Linked DNA regions of Sus scrofa: region 1 is linked to region 2. The links are chromatin contacts, called in public HiChIP or PLAC-seq maps. All regions are on one chromosome and are shown on one strand. The core of a region is the stretch at or near the end of the contact, and the rest is flanking DNA. Distances in the headings are between cores, read along the strand shown. Region 1 overlaps IL12RB1 (interleukin 12 receptor subunit beta 1). Region 2 holds the start of ARRDC2 (arrestin domain-containing protein 2).

Evidence for each region. HiChIP or PLAC-seq counts read pairs in DNA pulled down with a chosen protein or histone mark.
Region 1: an H3K27ac HiChIP or PLAC-seq map of alveolar macrophages shows a contact between it and region 2. The contact joins the enhancer-like site here to the promoter of ARRDC2 in region 2. A contact is called at or near these places in 3 of 5 promoter capture datasets (fetal liver, fetal skeletal muscle and liver), 34 of 47 Hi-C or Micro-C datasets (adipose tissue, alveolar macrophages, blood and 17 more) and 2 of 2 datasets of contacts at active chromatin or transcription factors (alveolar macrophages and skeletal muscle).

The regions. Positions count from the first base shown.
Region 1 is chr2:59,732,790-59,737,276 of Sscrofa11.1, forward strand. It overlaps IL12RB1 (interleukin 12 receptor subunit beta 1), which reads left to right. Exons shown (of 16, transcript NM_001145986.1): 14 at 224-329; 15 at 1,349-1,430; 16 at 2,227-3,223. The coding sequence ends at 2,601. Among named protein-coding and RNA genes, the nearest start is that of IL12RB1, 27 kb to the left of the region's middle. Within about 2 kb of position 2,197, at least 18 of the 83 cell types and tissues checked have an H3K27ac peak or open chromatin away from gene starts, as enhancers often do. A contact at or near this core is called in alveolar macrophages, fetal liver, liver and 2 more, where this site is marked.
Region 2 is chr2:59,776,720-59,781,258 of Sscrofa11.1, forward strand. It overlaps ARRDC2 (arrestin domain-containing protein 2), which reads right to left and starts at 1,781. Exons shown (of 8, transcript XM_003123504.4): 1 at 1,178-1,781. The coding sequence starts at 1,436. It overlaps KCNN1 (small conductance calcium-activated potassium channel protein 1), which reads right to left. Exons shown (of 12, transcript XM_005654901.3): 12 at 3,291-3,907. The coding sequence ends at 3,653.

The DNA of each region.
Region 1 (4,487 bases), core at 947-3,446, 44 kb before region 2:
CCAGTGTCCTGAGCACTTGTTGCGCACCCGGGATTCACCCCGTAGTCACAAGAAAGGCAGGTCCTTGGTCTCCCACTTTACAGAGGAGAAAACTGAGGCACAAGGGACCCAGGATGTGCCAGGGTCAGCAGCAGGAGTCAGTGGAGGGCCCGATCCTCCCAACTCCCTCCTCTATGAGAGGCCGGAGGTGCCCCTCCCCCAACCCAAGCTCTTCTGCCCCCAGAAGTCCCTGTTTCTGAGTTGCGCGATTTGTCCATCTTCCTGGCATCTTTGGGGAGCTTCATGAGCATCCTTCTCCTGGGAGTCTTTGGGTACCTTGGCTTGAACAGGTAACTTGCACCCTCTCCCCCAAGATGATCTAGTGATAGTAAGAATAGTAATAATTACTCACACCAAGCAGGTTGTTGGTTTTGTTTCGCTTTTTGTTTTTGTTTTGTTTTGACTTTTTTAGGGCCCTACCCGAGGCGTATGGAAGTTCCCATGCGAGGGCTCAAATCGGAGCTACAGCTGCCAGCCTACAACACAGCTCACAGCAACGCTGGATCCCAGCCCACTGAGTGAGGCCAGGGATCAAACCTGAATCCTCAGGGATACTAGTCGGATTTGTTTCCACTGCGCCACAACGGGAACTCCCTGTTTTGTTTTTTTAATGGTCACACCTGCAGCTCATGGAAGTTCCCAGGTCATGGATTGAATCTGAGCCACAGCTGAAACCTATGCTGCACCTGGATCCTTTAACCCACTGTACCTCTGCAGCAACCCAAGCTGCTGCAGTCAGGTTCTTAATCCACTGTGTCATAGCGGGAACTCCCCAAGTAGGTTTTGATGTCTACTTTAGAGATGAGGAAACTGAGGCCCAGGGAGGCAGGCCCAGGGCAACTGGCAGTGAAAACAGAGCTGTGATGTGAACCTGGGTCTGTCAGACTCCCACACCCCATCCCCTAATCCATATGCTTGCTCCCCTTATAACCTAACGGAGATGAAAAAAATAAGTGAGAACAACGACTTATTCAGAACAATTAAAAAATAAGAACAGGATTTCCTGTGGTGGCACAGTGGTAACAAACCTGACTAGTATCCATGAGCACGTGGGTTTGATCCCTAGCCTTGCTCAGTGGGTGGGGGAATCTGGCATTGCGTGAGCTGTGGTGTAGGTTGCAGATGTGGCTCAGATCTGGTGTTGCTGTGGCTGTGGTGTAGGCTGGCAGCTACAGCTCCCATTCGACCCCTAGCCTAGGAACTTACATAAGCCTCAGATTCGGCTCTTAAAAAAAAAAAAGAAGAAGAAAAGGAAAAAGGAAGAACACACAGAAGCACTGACTGGTTTTCCTCCCCACCCCACCCCCAGGGTTGTAAGGCATCTGTGCCCGCCCCTGCCCACACCTTGTGCCAGCACTGCCGTTGAGTTCTCTGACAGCCAGGGGAAGCAGGTAAGGGCTCCTTTTCTAATTCCAGGTCCTGTTTATTGGGTCCATATTTGGGCCAGGGCTCTGAAGAGTAATGACCATGCATTAACTCATTTTATCCCCCCCCCAATTGATGTAAGGACTCCTAAAACCTGTCCTATTTTACATACAGACAACAGAAACCCAAAGGGGAGCCTTGTGTGTGTCATTTCCTAGTAGCAGAAACAGTGAAAGTAACTTCCACAAAAGAACCTGATAGAAAAATCCCGGGGTGCTGGGCTTCAGACATGGCTGGATCCAGGAACTAGGATTCCATCTCTCTGCAATGCCATCCTTCCCGCAGGCTCCTCTCCCAGGCAGTCTCAGCCTTCAGCCGGTGGAAGCAGGGTATCCGTTTTTCCCATTAACTGGGGCAAAATTCTCAGGGCCATCACTGATTGGCCCAGCTTGGGTCACATGCCCATTCCTGAGCCTATCACTGGAACCAGGGAGCTGGAGTGCTTTGATTGGCTGGGCCAGGATCAGAAGCCCATCCTAGAGCTGACGCGGGGCTCCTTCCCTGCCCAACCACATCAACTATGAGAAGAGGAAGGGGAATTTTCTGAAAAAAAATGGTGGCCGTTCCACTTGCTTTTTAAATTGGTCTCAGGTTTTTAAAGAATTTAGCCAGTGCGGCATAGGCCAGCAGCTTCAGCTCCAGTTTGACCCCTAGCCCAGGAACTTCCACATGCTTTGGGCTCCGCCCTAAAATGACAGAAAAAAAAAAGAAAGAAAGAAATATGGCCCCACCCACAGCCTTGACCCCGCCCTTCTTCTCCAGGTTTGGCAGTGGACCAGCCCAGCAGACTTCCCGGAGGAGGTGTCCCCCCAAGAAGCCCTGGTGGTGAACATGTCCTGGGACAAAGGCGAGGGGGTTGACCCAGACACACCTGGGCCTCTCAAGGAGAAGATGGAGCTGCCTCTGGATGCCCCTGAGCCGGCCCTAGACATGGAGCTGCCCTTGGAGCACAGGAGACAGGCGCAAGGACACCCTGAGCCTGGGACTCTGAGGTCTGGGTGGCACGGTGGTCTGGAGGGCAGCCCTGCCCAGACAGCTGGACTCCTGCTGCTCCTGGGAGATCTAAGGCAGACTCCCAGGTTTGGTTCCCAGGGAGAAAGGGGAACATCTGCCTCCTCTTACATAGAGGAAGACTGATGATTGCAATCACGATGGCTGGTTATTAAGCACTTACTGCATACCCAGCCTGTGCCGCCCAGACACTCATGTTATGCCCTGAATCCCCATAACTGCCTTGAGGTATGAGGCTGTCCTATTTACCTATTTCTCTGAGTCTCACCGAGGCTCAGAGAGGGTGAGTGAGTGCCTTGCCTATGGCTACACAGCAGGTGCATAAGTCGAACCTAGGCGGAGTGACTCCGACCCTGGCCACTGCTTCCATTCACACCTACTCTGTCCTGCTGTCACACATCCTGTGGTGGGAACCCTAGAAACCACCATGAAATGGAAGCTGCTACCCCAAGCCAGGGCCTGGCACCCATGGGGATAGACTAGAGGGAGGCTCAAAGGGGTTCATGGTGGTCCTGGGCTGGGCATCCTGTACCAGAAGCACTGGATGGGGAATCTGGGTGCACAGCGTCCTCGGCCACATCGCAGGGTCTCCAGGCTTGGAGGATCTAGGTTTAGGGAAAAGAAGTGGGGCTCAAAGCATTCTGAGGGAGGTGATAGCTCCTCCCTGGCCTCAGTCTCCTTCTCTGTAAAATGGGCCTGAGGATAATGTTGACCTCACAGAGATGGGGGAGATGTAAGGCTTAATAAATTTTTCCCCTGGAGTTCTCATTGTGGCTCAGCAGAAACGAATCCAACAGGAACCATGAGGTTGCGGGTTCGACCCCTGGCCTTGCTCAGTGGGTTAAGGATCTGGTGTTGCTGTGAGCAAGACACAGCTAGGATCCTACATTGCTGTGGCTGTGGCTGTGGCCAGCAGTTGTAGCTCCAATTCGACCCCAAGCAAGGGAACCTCCACATGCTGCAGGTGTAGCCCTAAAAAAAAAGAAAGAAAAAAAAGCAAATAAACCTTTCCCTTGACTGAAGCCTGAATGTGCTGCTCAACCCACCCACAACTCCCTGCCCCCCACCCCTGTAGGAGCCTGAAAATTAACTCATTTCATACACATTTACCAATCGCTGCCTTTGGGTGCCCTCAGGAGCACCCAATAGGAGGGAGACAAAACTGGATGATCACTCAGAATTCTGCGAAGTTAGGACTGGGAGGTGGGCATACGATGTCGAAGGGTAGGGGACTGGAAGAATGGACAGGCCCAGAGGGGGAGTGGGGCTGAGTCCCCTCATAGCAGGAGGCTTGGTTATCCCCCAGCCCCGCCCCTCCGCCCAAAGCTCAGGTAGGGACGTGGGGTTCTTCCCATGTCCTAACACACAACACCCCGCAGCAGGACCTCTGCCCCCCCAGATACACCCTGAATCCACGGGCTTCCTCTACCCGCCTCCCCCGACAGCCCTTCGTGCTTAAACGTGTTGTCTCGGATTCCTCCCGTGACCACCAGGTGGCAGCAGCGGCGCGTATCTCTCAGGCTCAGCCCGCCCAGCACCCTCCCACCTCCCAGGGAGTTTGCAAAACAGACTTTTCCGGTTTTAGATGAGGGCGGGGGATTAAAACCCAGAACCACGGAATTTTGTGGCGAAAGGCGATGAGAGTGAGGGATGTCTGGCAGGCAATAGGGCCGGAAGGCCCTTCCCCTTTGCGGGGGGGCGGCCCTCAGTTTCCCCATCTATGCATCTAGATGGGGAAACAAAAGACTTGGCCAGTGCCCCGGCTACAGTGGCTGCTCACTGTTCTGCGAGTGTTCCATCCCTTGGATTTGTCACCTCCCAGCTTTTGCTCAAGGCGTACCCTCCACCAGATAAGCCCTCCCTTGAGGATCAGCCCTCCTCATTCCTTAGGGCTGGGTGCCAGCCTGAGAAGGAGGCTTGGACAGTGGCAGGGCCCAAAGTAGACAGGAAGGAGGGAAAGGTGGATCAGTAGCCTTATAAGAAACACCAGAATTACCTGACCCCCAGGGGCC
Region 2 (4,539 bases), core at 531-3,030:
CCTACTGAGTCAGGGCCCTCAGTCCAGTTCACAGCTGGGTCCCCAGAGGCCCAGAGACAGGCAGGGCCCCATGAGGGGTCACACAGCAGCTCCACAAACTTCACCCCTCCAGTATCTTAAGAAAGCCACCAGTAAGTGAGACCAGCCCCAATTTCGCTCGAGTCACAGGGAAAGGGAAGTGCCTACAGGGCCCCTTCCTGCCTCACCCCATGCTGGCTACACCTCAGTTTCCACAGCTGGTCAGCACACCTGGGGGCTGCTGGGACAAGGCTGCAAACCTGCATGCAAAGCATCTGGTGTGTACAGTGCCGGAAAAAAAAAAACAAAAAACAAAAAAAACAAAAAAACGGGTGTGTGGTGGGTACTGCAGGCAGGGAGCCAAGCCTGAGCTGCTTCCTGCCTCCACCCATTTTGCCAGTGGGTACGGTGAGGTCTGCCTTCCCTGAGAGGAGGTGGTCAGGGCAGCCCAGAGAGTCTAGCATCTTCCTCAGCCACACAGTACCATATTGTGACACAGACTTACTCCTTCTGTGGCCCCTGTTCTGCTCCTGACTGGCTGTACAGCCTGAGGGTTGGGATCTCAGGTTCAGGGCAAGGGAAGGCCATGTCCAAGACCTAAGACTGCCAGCCCAAGTCTCCTCCCTGCCTAGGATACAGTCCTACCCTCTCATGTGCAAACACCACCAGAACCCCCAACCCTGTGAAGAGCCCTTCCTTCAAACACTGGGAAAGAGCACTGACAGTACATGAGACAGGGCCCTTCTTTGGGAATCAGAGGTCCCAGGCCTGGGGCTAACGTGGCATCTTGTGATCCAGAAAGGATTTCCCAGCTCCACCCAGGGATTCACCCAGACTCCCATTTAGTGCGTGTGTGGTGGAGGGTGAGGGGGTGGGGTGTCTCCACTGCAAACCTCTAAGTCGAGGTTGTCCGGCTCTGAATGGGGTGCACCCAGATCCTGGGAGGGATTCCTGGGAAAGAGGGTTTAGGAAGTGGGTAGGTGCGTGGATGTCCCGGTAGGAAGGTCCACACCCCGGGGAAGAGGTCTCCACTTCATGAGGAGGATCACCCAACTGCACAGCCTCTAAGTCGAAAGGCTGGCTCCGGAGAGGGGGGCCCACTCCTCGGAAGAAGGTCCCGGGGTATCTTGGCTTGGGGGTGGGGGTTGGAGGGGCTCACCTCGGAGGAGCAGCTGCCGCCGCCGCAAGTACGTCTCGGCAGCCGCGTAGTCGCTGGACACGGCGTTTATACCCACGCTTCGGCCCTCGAGCCAGTGCGTGGCCGCCCAGCCGCGGGCCGCCACCTCGAGCGCTCGCACCCGCAGCGGCGCGGCCGCCTCCAGCAGCACCCGGCCGCACAGCCGCTCCCCGCCGCGGTACGCGCCGCCCGGGCCCCGCGCCAGCTCCAGAACGAAGCTGCGCACGCCCCCCGGGCGCATGGCGCGGGCCGGGGCCCACGGCGGGGAGGACGCGCCCGGCGGGGGCCCGTCGGGCCCGCGGAGGCCGGGCGCGCCGCTGGGGAGCGTCTGCAGGCCTCCCAGGTCTCAGCGCTGGTCCTTGCCGCCGCCGCCTCCGGGTGCCCCCCAAGCTTTCTCCTCCTTCTACGAACTTGTGCGGGCGCCGCCGGCCGGCGCGGAGTTGGCTGACTTCCTGATTCTCCGCGTCCGCCTCGTGACGCGCCCGGGCCTCAGGGGACCTGCCGCCGGCGTGCTGGCGCGGCTGACTTTGCTACCCCTCAGCGCCGGGCGGGCCCTGCTTTCGCAGGGTAGGCGCTGTTGAGTCAGAGGCGGGCGGGGGCGGATGTGGATGGCGTGGTGCTACCCGGCTGTCTTGTGTTCTCATTCGTCCCCTACCCGGCACCTTTGGACCGGGCGCCGCCCCAGCCTCCTCCCTGGTCTCCCTGCCACCATCTGGTTGTTCCCCAGACACACCAAACTCGGATCTTGGCTCTTGGCCTTTGCACTGGTTGTTTTGTTACTTGGAACGCCCTTCTCCAATGTACCCACCCTCGCCCAAATGTCACCTCCTCAGAGTCATGCTATGGGCTTATTTCTTTATGATTCTGGTCGCTGTGTTTGCAACTGCTGTGTGTTTACTGTGCTTCCTCCATCAGCCTGAGTGCTCCCAGGGGTGAGCCTTGTGCCCTATTCTCTGGCACCTGATCTTACAGAAGAAACTGAGGCTCCCAGAAGGGCAACCACTGGCCAGAAGCACCCAGCGGTGGCACAGTCTGGCTTGAACCCATGTCTGACCACTCACCACTGACACCTCCCCAGACACTCTTACTCTTGGGCCCATCCTATCATCCCCAAACAGATGGCCCCTGGCCTTATCAGAGGCTGCCAGCGCCTGGGCTCTCAGCTGGGCCCAGATTAGCCTCCCTCTCCACCCAGGGCCCAGCATCTGCCAAGTGCCTGGCACCCCAACCCGACTCCAGCATTCTGAGCCCAAGGCCTGAGGGGACCTGATTCTACTTGTTTGGAAACTTCCTCTCCATCCTACCCCAGGAGGTCCTCTCTCACCCCAGGATCACACCACTCTTCTCCCCATGGAGAGCCCTCCACCAATTCCTCTTGACCTGTAGAACCCCCAATTTAATCCCTGGCTCCCCATCTCCCTCATTCGGTAAGTGGCTTCACTTCTCTGAGTCTCCCGGTCCAATTATGGTCAGGTCCTGAAGACTGGATGGCCCTCCTTACTCATGTACTTACTGGAGCCTGGCTCATAGTGGGTGCTCCAGCAAAGCCAGATGGAAGGACCTCCCGATTATCTGCTGCCTCCTGCAGGCCAGGCCATGCCCTCCACTTATTTATTTATTTACTCATATTTTTTAGGGCCACACCCACGACATATGGAAGTTCCATATGGAGTCAAATTGGAGCTGCATCTGCCAGCCTATATACCACAGCCACAGCCACAGCAATGCCAGATCTGAGCTGTGGCTGCAACCTATGACGTGGCAATGCTGGATCCTTAACCCACTGAGCAAGGCCTGGGATTGAACCTGCATCCTCAGGGATGCTATTTGGGTTCTTAACCTACTAAGCCACAGGAAGAACTCCTGGGCCATGCCCTCTGGAGGGGCCTCCTACTGGGGCCAGGTGGGACTGATGTAGATGTCCTCAGGGAGTTGTCCCTGACTGAACTCAGGTCCAGGAGTCTGCCAGGCTAGGATAGTGATGGGATGGGCTCACTGTGACCCCCAAATCCTGTCTGGGCCCTGGGGTCGGATGTCCACCTCCCATGTTATGTGATTACGGGTGCGCCCCCAGCCACACACAACAGGCAGCAGCTGGGTGGGTCCTGCTTTATTTGGAACTGGCAAGGACCCCTCTCCTGGCTGCTCCACACCCACCAGGGGCCTAGGGAGAGCCAGGGGGCCGGGGGACTAGAGGAAGCTCCGGGCTCCTGCAGCTCCAGTCAGGGAGGAAGCGGTGGTCAGTGGCCCACCCCTGCTCTCACCTGCGGTCTGGCCCTGCCCTCTGCCCGGACAGTCTAGGAGGGGCGTGGTGGGGCGGGCCCCAGTCCACTCAGCCCAACTCAGCTTCGGCTCCTTGAACTCCAAGAGGCGCCACTGTACAGGGCTTCCCGGATGGCATGGAGGTGGCGGCCACACGATGGCCAAGATTGAGGGGTCTGGTGGCAGGCAGGGCCGTCACCCGCAGTCTGAAGGGGCCACGGGTGGCCACCGGTGTGGGGAACTCCGAGTCACCTGGTCCGAGGGGCCGGGGCCAGGCCGGGGAGGCAGGGGTGGTGGGGGCGGGCGTATGGCTTGGGCGATGAGGCCGGGTAAGGCCTGCAGGGAGGTGCCCAATGCATCCAGGCGACTTTCGAGGGCAGCCAGGCGGACCTCAAGTTCCTCGTGCTGGGCATGCAGCTCGGACATGAGGTCGTACATGACATTCTGGGTCTGCCAAAGACAGAGAGGGTTGGAGAGAGAGGAGAGGCCAGGTGAGAGAGAGGGAGGGATGGACACAGAGAGAGATGGCAGAACAGCCCTGATAAGGGGACCCAAATGAGGGGCAACTGTGAGGGCACCACCAGCCCAGCCAAAAGGAATGGTGGGAGAAGAGGCAAGGGGAGAGACAGGAGTTTTTGTTTTTGTTTTGGCCATGCCTGTGGCATGTGGAAATTCCTGGGCCAGGGGTCGAACCCACACACCCGTGACCCAAGCCGCTGCAGTGACAATGCCAGATCCTTAACCTGCTGTGCCATCAGGGAATTCTTGAAAGACAAGTCTCAAATGCCAGGCTCAGGGCCAGCAGATGAGGGGAAGGTCAAAGGAAATCCTGGGGACAAGTGGATGGAACCAGAGCAGCCCTGAGGGGAGGTACTAGCCTCATGGCACATAAAGCCAGAAGGTGGTCTTGGATGATTCTGGGCTGATGTTGCTCCAGGCTGGGGTCTAGGTCGAGGGGGAGAAGGCTCAGTTGCAAACTGTCCCCCGCTCCTCACATTAGACTGGAAAGGGAATAGGGGGAGAGGGGGAGAGGGGACCACCCCAAGGATCTGACCCAATCAGAGAAGGGAACACAACAGACA